Regions from separate parts of the Triticum aestivum genome. Here region 2 is linked to region 1. The links are chromatin contacts, called in public Hi-C maps. All regions are on one chromosome and are shown on one strand. The core of a region is the stretch at or near the end of the contact, and the rest is flanking DNA. Distances in the headings are between cores, read along the strand shown. Region 1 holds the start of LOC123160707. Region 2 holds the start of LOC123157002 (non-lysosomal glucosylceramidase).

What was found. A called contact is a pair of places that touch in the nucleus more often than the background predicts.
Region 2: a Hi-C map of leaf shows a contact between it and region 1, with 7 times the contacts expected there. The contact joins the promoter of LOC123157002 here to the promoter of LOC123160707 in region 1. A contact is called at or near these places in 2 of 5 Hi-C or Micro-C datasets (both in leaf).

What each region holds. Positions count from the first base shown.
Region 1 is chr7B:417,075,132-417,078,833 of IWGSC CS RefSeq v2.1, forward strand. It overlaps LOC123160707, which reads right to left and starts at 2,019. Exons shown (of 2, transcript XM_044578550.1): 1 at 1,733-2,019; 2 at 1-337. The coding sequence starts at 1,820. The coding sequence ends at 162.
Region 2 is chr7B:417,502,640-417,506,243 of IWGSC CS RefSeq v2.1, forward strand. LOC123157002 (non-lysosomal glucosylceramidase) reads left to right here and starts at 2,062. Exons shown (of 15, transcript XM_044575224.1): 1 at 2,062-2,256; 2 at 2,381-2,440; 3 at 2,660-2,773; 4 at 2,888-2,944; 5 at 3,091-3,161; 6 at 3,302-3,401; 7 at 3,495-3,565. The coding sequence starts at 2,411.

The sequences.
Region 1 (3,702 bases), core at 769-3,268:
ATCAACAGGGCGGTCTTTCGCTCTTTGGCCGGGTAGAAGAAGAGCAGGGGGATGGACGCCTGATGCACAGGCAGTAACTTGTAAAACTAACATGGTGACGTCCTTCGTGAGTGCCCTGCACTTCAACGAATGGTCCTTCTTCTCTACTGTGCTGCCCTCGGTCAGGCGGAGGACAACGACAAGCGGCTGGACCACGCCGGCAGCGGTGATGCAGGCTGCTTGCGGTTGCGGGCGTGCGCCGCCTCCAGCTCAGAGGTGAGCATGTCGAACATGACCTGCACGTCCTGGTACCCGCAGGTCTGCACGTCCTCGTGGAGCTTCAGTATCCCGCCGCTGCCTGCATCACAGTAGGCAGATTCAGTTTCAGACAAGCTTTTTTACTTTACTTTTCTCTTCTTTTGAGACAAGTTTCAGATGTGTTCTTTGTTGAAAAAAATCTCTAACATAAGGTACATTGACGTCTCAGTTTCAATCAAACAATGCTACAAAAGTATTGATTGCTTTCTAGGCTCATAGCAACAGGAGCTTCTGCTCCATTCCCTACTGATGAAAAAGGCACCACAAGTTACTTCAGTCCATCCAAATGGACGGACAGACGCAAATAGAAGGCCTCTCCCATAAGAGATGGAAAAGGCCTACTGGTCCAGCAGGAAATCCGTACAAGGTATGAGAGATCGATCTGAGTGGTCCTAAAGCTTGCAAAAAGAAAAGATCTGATGGATGATCATTGAGGCCCCTTGGTGTTTGGAGCATACTACGAATTTTCCGACGTGTACATGTTTCATGTGAAGTTCCTGTAAAATCCTATGGTTTGAAACACAGAAAGCCTCCACGAATCCCATACGAATTTAAGCTAGAATCCTGCAAACCATGCCATGCGTACCTCATCACACCACGCGATATTGAAATCGAGAAGTAAATGTTAGTAGCACTGCCGCGGCTACACAACGAGATCCCGGAGAGCGAATTTACTGCACTTAATTCCGGAGATAATACTACCCAGCAGAACAAGCATCATCTCCTATTCTTTGGTCTGCATGTTGGGGATCTATTTACCAATTTTCTTCTAATAACAGAAGGGAAACTTTCGGCCTCTTCCACTCGACAATCCATATCACACATTGTTCACATCACAATCTATTCAAAATGATGTTTGGTGCAGTATAAAGACCAACAAACCAGCTTACAGAAAGAAGTGAAAATGTAGAATTACAGGTAAATTGTCATGTTTTTCTGTATAGTCGTAAATCTGGACTGTATTGTACTTCTGTTCACCAGATCTTCTTACCCACAGGTAAGCAAATTTTGATTTTCTTCTGAGTGCAGAAATTTCTCATCTTTTTTCTCTTTGTATCCCTTTAGGCGAACAACCAAATAAGGAATAGCCCTTGAACGAATACATATCATTACTAAGAGGGAAAGAAAAACAACTTTCCTATCGATGAACAAATAAAGGGGCCCAAGAAATCAATCATTCCCGTGAAATCGAAATTTGCTGCCAAACATGCATCTAGACGTCCCGACCAATGACCTGCGTTTTTTCAGACCCACATTTCATCTGTTTATTCTTTCACTCATTTCAGGAACACTGAAGGAAGCAAAATGAAGAGAAAATCTTCGCCATCTAGCGCTTCCAATCAAGAAACCAACCGGAAATCTTCACCGTTTTTCTAGACCAACATGCGTGTGGGCAGTGGTTGAGTTGGAGAGGAGTGCGGGGAGGGAGACTGACCCGACTTGCTGCCGCGGAGGAGGCGGCCGGAGACGGCGGCCCACGCACGGCGCGCCCGGAACACGACCTTCTTCCGCCAACACGCCATCAGCGCTGCGGACGTTCTGGTAGTTTTGCAGTGGCGGTTCCGTCGCCGTCGGCGTCGGCGTCGGCGTGGTCGTGGGTGGCTTGGCTACTGCGGAGTGGCCGTTTTTCTCTGCTCTGTGCGCGTGACGCCGGGAGGGGGCGGCTTTTTATCCCCTTGCGGAGGAGGCGGCTTGGAGCGTTGGCTCCCCTTTTGCGATTAATATTTTCATCTTTTGCTGCTTCGTTTGCGTGTTAGCTATGTGCACGCCGGGTTTCTGGGTACACACCGTTGCCGCTTGTGTGGCAGATCTGATTTGGGTGGCAGGGATTAATCGCAAAATCTACTTTTAATGGCCCTCGCTAGGCGTTATCCGGTTAATCCCGCGAGCGGATGCGGATCAGCCGTTTGAAACTACTCCCTCCGTTCCTAAATATAAGTCTTTATAGAGTTTTCACTATGAACCATATACGGATGTATATAGATGCATTTTAGAATGTAGATTCACTCATTCTGCTCCGTATGTGGTCCATAGTGAATTCTCTCCAAAGACTTACATTTAGAAACGGAAGGAGTATATGGTTACAATCACGGCCCACTAAATCCTCGATACATGGGGTCATGCCTATGTATGGAGCACACTGCAGTGATGCATACATGGGGTCCGACTATACAATACTACATATTTTGTTCTCTCCTAAGTTTCTTTTGTTGTGTTGTGCTAAAAGGCGTCGTTTCCAAAATTCTTATCAGTTGTAGAAACTACATCCATTCGAATCTTTTTTAAGTCTACAATGCAAAGTGTGAGCTTCAACCAAATTCAATCGGCTCTATAATTCTAAATCACATCCACACTGCAGTTTTTGTGTGTTGCCCCCCCCCCTCCCCCCTCCTAAACTGTTGCGGCATTCTCTTTTGTGACACCGCCCAAAATCAAAAACTTTTTCAAAATGTACACATGTACGTAATAAAGATTGGGTGAGTTGCGGTCATCGGCCGACTAAGAAGAGATATAGCTTTTTGCACGGTGGGTGATTCGGCTTTGTAGTATGCGACTTGCATCACGTCCTAGCATGCATCATTTACATGTTTGAATGGATATTTCAACGTTTTAACAATTCAAACCTCAAATTTGTGAAACTGTATAAAGAAAGACCCAATAATTGGACCCGCCTGTCGTAGGTATGTCGACGACACCATTGCACACGAGGAGGAGCAACCACAACTATAGTTTCATTTTGTAGGGAGCTACAGGCTTTAGGTATTCACATATTCAACTATGCATGTCGGCTACTACAAAACCATAATCGATGCTCGTCGAAATTTCATTCATGGTACTAGCCCATATATCGTACATAAGGAGTGGATCCAAACGACACTCATATGGCTATTGCCTTTGTACTACAAGGCTAAGAAATGGATCAAGACTATCATGCAAGAACGCCAAGGAGATGGACCCAAGACATTAATTTTGGGGCAGAAGGAAAAACCGGCACTTTGTTCCTAACGAGCTTAGTAAAGATCGAGATAGGTATATTGAAGCATGTTTGCATTGACCTTCTCCTTTCGCAGTACAGAATTATGCGTGCGAACTTCAAATAAGCTTTTTACAAAATGTCCTAAAGTCTAGGATAATGTCCTCAAATAAATCTTATATGCAGTGTAAAAAGAAACACAGCGAATATAATACCTAAAAGAGAGATAAAATCAGTAAGATGTTTACGGACAACTTTTTTTTAACTATATATTTATGGACAACTTACTTTGCCCTCACATATTGTGGTTGCTAAAAATAGACTGATGCACTGCTAAAAAAATGACATGATATGTGTCAGAGATAGTAACACGTATCTAAACTACTGATTCAATTGGGCATGCCTAAAAAATCCTCTGACTCCATGTGCAG
Region 2 (3,604 bases), core at 812-3,311, 430 kb after region 1:
GCGCGCCTTCTCGACGTCCGCCACGACCCTACCTGGCGGTCGCCCAACTACCCCCCCCCCCCACGCCGGTCAACTTAATTTATGACTCCGGGCCCACGCGTCAGCGACGGTGGTCGTCCTTTTTCAAACCGACCGTGTGGCGGGGCCGTCCTCATCCACTTTCCGTCCCCATCTAGGCCACGCTCGTTGCCCCGTCGCCGGCAAGCAAACCCTAGCCACCCCAGCCGCTCAAATGGGGCTCTTCTCCGGCAGCAGCATCAAGTCGAAGGGCAAGGCCCCGTCGTCCCCTTCCCCGCGGAGTTCACCCCGCCTCCGCCTCCGTCGGCTCGCCGGCAGAGGCAGCGGGTGAACGTGCCCGTGCACCAGGCGGAGTGGCACTGGCGCCACCGCGTGCCGCTGCCGTACCCCGACGTGATGCTGCCGCACGACTGGCATCTAGATCCGGAAAGGATCCCAGTGCCGGCGGCGCCGCGGTCGGCTAGGGCGCATGCGGAGGAGGTGCGTCGCCGGCGGGCGCTCCTGACGCCGGAGCAGCGCCGCGACGAGGCGTACGCCTTCGATCCCAACTGGGTACGCTGGTTCGCCTTCGAGCACGAGAAGGCGAGGCGGCGCGACGTGCGGGAGGTCGACCGCAGCGTGCCGCCGCCGCCGCTCGTCGTCGGGGAGGAAGACCAGGCGGAAGAAGACGCCTACCAGGCGGCCCTTGCGGCTGTCTACCGGGAGAGCAAGGAGGACGAGCGGCGCAGGGCGGAGGCGGCAGAAGAAGAGGAAGCTCGGTACGAGGCGGCCATGGCGCATGCCATGGCCCTCTCCGCGGCCGGTGACTGTGTGGTGCCGCGGGTGGCCCCGCCATACCCTCCCCGACGCCGTGTCAAGGTCGACCCGGAGCCGCAGTCGGAGCCGGAGCCGGGCTCCATCGCGAGGTTCTCCTGGACGGGAGTGGTGCGCGAGTGGGTGTCCGCGCCATCGGTTTGGATGGAGGCGACCCCGGCGCAGGAGGCGGCCTACCTCGAGCACTGGCGCCAGTGACGGCTGGCCGAGGAGCGGCGTCAAGGCGAGTACGAGGAGATGCTCGAGCGCGACCTCGAGGAGGAGGCGCGTCAGGCTGAGGAGGAGGCGCGCCAGGCTGCGTCTGCATAGGCGGCGGCACAGCCCCCCGCGCTGGCACTCCACCGTCGGAACAGCTGCCCCCGGACTACGCCACTGCCGCATGGGCCACGGCGTTCCCCTGGGCCGGCCCTCCGCCGACGCTCATCGACCTCACCGACCCCGAGGACGCCGCCGCCGCCGCCGCCTAGGGTGCGCTGGGCAGTGCGCCGCCTCGTAGTTAGGTGGTTTTTAATTTCTTTTTAATGCTAATGTGGACGCGTGGACTCTCGCCGGCCTTCCTGCCCGGTTTTAATGTTTAATTAAGTTATTTTCAGTAGAAATATGCATGCATATATTTTTTTGTCGGTGGCGCCAAAATGGGCCAGGCGCGCGTTGGGCGCACACGCCGACCCAAACGCGGAAACGGATGTTCGTGTCCGCCTGGCCGACCCGAACAGACAAAAAGCGGACGAAATCGCCGTCCGTTTGGGTCGCCCGTTGGAGTTGCTCTTATCATTCCCCTGAACACAGCATACTAAGCCAGCTCCATGATACTCCCTCTATAAACTAAATATAAGATCGTTTAGATCACTACTTTAATGATCTAAACTTACAAACTAATTCACCTAAAAGCCTTAAATTTTCCAACTATAAATAGTCTATTCCTTAAGAGAGAATTTGTCAAAAAACGTACTACATCACACTAATTCAACACCCGGGCTGCTATTTCTGATTTCCGATGGAACAAGTCTAAGAAACCACGCGAGTACGCGACAGTCTAGCACGCATCACGGTTGCTTCCAGCGCCCGTCTTTTCCATGAACGGCTAGCTAGCTTGGCAGTACCGGCGAAACTTTGTTCCTTCCGGCATGGTGACGCGGGAATCAGGCTAATTATCGGGAAAGATTTATCAGCGAGGATCGTGACCGGGGAGCATGAATGGCATATTCAACCGCTTCCACGACTGTGATGTGCACGCCTACTTTTCCACGCACCTGAGCATATCTGAATATCTGATACCACCAGCCAGTCCTTCTGGTTATGCTCCTCGCTTCTCCTTCGTCGCGTCGTCTTCGTCCCCTTCTTGTCCAACGAGTTATATAGACAGCTACCTCGGGTAGCTCCTCAAAAGAGCTGAGCGTCTCAGGGTGCCGTGTTCAGGTCCAGGTACTTTCTCACTCTCCTCCTCCTATGTAGGCGGTTCTCAGTGTACGGATACATTCTTGGTTTGTTTTCAATCTGATGAGCAATCCCGTTCTTCGAGTTGTTGACCATGCTGTATCTGTTCCAGTCGAGTTAGCCCCTTCATCGGTTTCTGAAGATGGGAAGTTCAGAGTTTGAGCAAACCAAGGTATCTCCTGACCTGAAACAGCTCTCCCATTTCTTTGGCTCCTACTACTTAATATTCTGGTGCAATTACTTAATTGACCCTACTCCTCTGGTGGAGGAGCTCGAGGTTCTTCTCCTCTACGATTTTCGATTCTGATCAGTTGTTTTCTTGGATGATTCCCTAATGAAGGTTTCAGTCCATTATAAGCGAACTGGTATGACATGGTTGTTCTTGCTTCAGGCGCACTTGCACGTCGACTGTGCACAGCCACCAGCAATAACTTGGCAGAGGAAATTCGACGATGAAGGAAAGAAGGTTGCTATGCTTAGCATGACCACTGATATCTTCACAATTGTAAGCAAGCATGTCAACATGGACTGTACCTTTTTAAATTTTGCATTTAGAACCAAGAATGCTTACTACCTTTGCTGCATATAAACACTGACCATGGTCATGGTTGTGCTGCAGATACCCTTGATTTTTAAAATGCTTCGACTACACGTCGAGGGAATCGCCAAAAACCAAGTGAGTCCCTCTTCTGTCACTGAACATTCAGCTAATCTGTCTACCAGCATGCGCATGTAGTTGAAATGCCGGTGCAAATTATTCTGCCCAGTCAGTACTCAGTAGCCAGTGAAATTGTTGAACAAGTATCATCTTGTTTCCCAAAGGTTGCCGTCTATGATCCGCTCAGGAAATGGATGGACAACTGCTACCGCGGGGTACCCCTCGGCGGACTAGGGTAAGTTCTTTCGATGTTTCGGGTCCTGATTTTGCTCTGAGACTTGCCTCGGTTGTGTTGTGACATTCATGCATGGCCCTGCAGCTGACTGAACTTCAGATGACAGTTTTACTCAAAGTACATTCTCTTCTTCTTTTCAGTTCAGGAAGCATAGGGAGAAGCTACAGAGGGTACTTTCAGCAGTTTCAAATATTCCCCAGGATATATGAAGAGAAGCCTGTCCTGGCCAACCAGTTCTCAGTAATAATAAATTTACACTTGCTTTCATGAGTTTCAGTGCTCAATTTATGGTGGAAAAACGTCTTATATTGCCCACTATTTTCACCTGTCTAGGCATTCGTTTCGCGGCCCGGCGGGAAGAGCTACTCCACAGTGTTGTCCGCACCAACTGCTGATCTTCTCAAGTAAGCAGTGAAAGCCTCACAAGCTCACCTGTATATCGT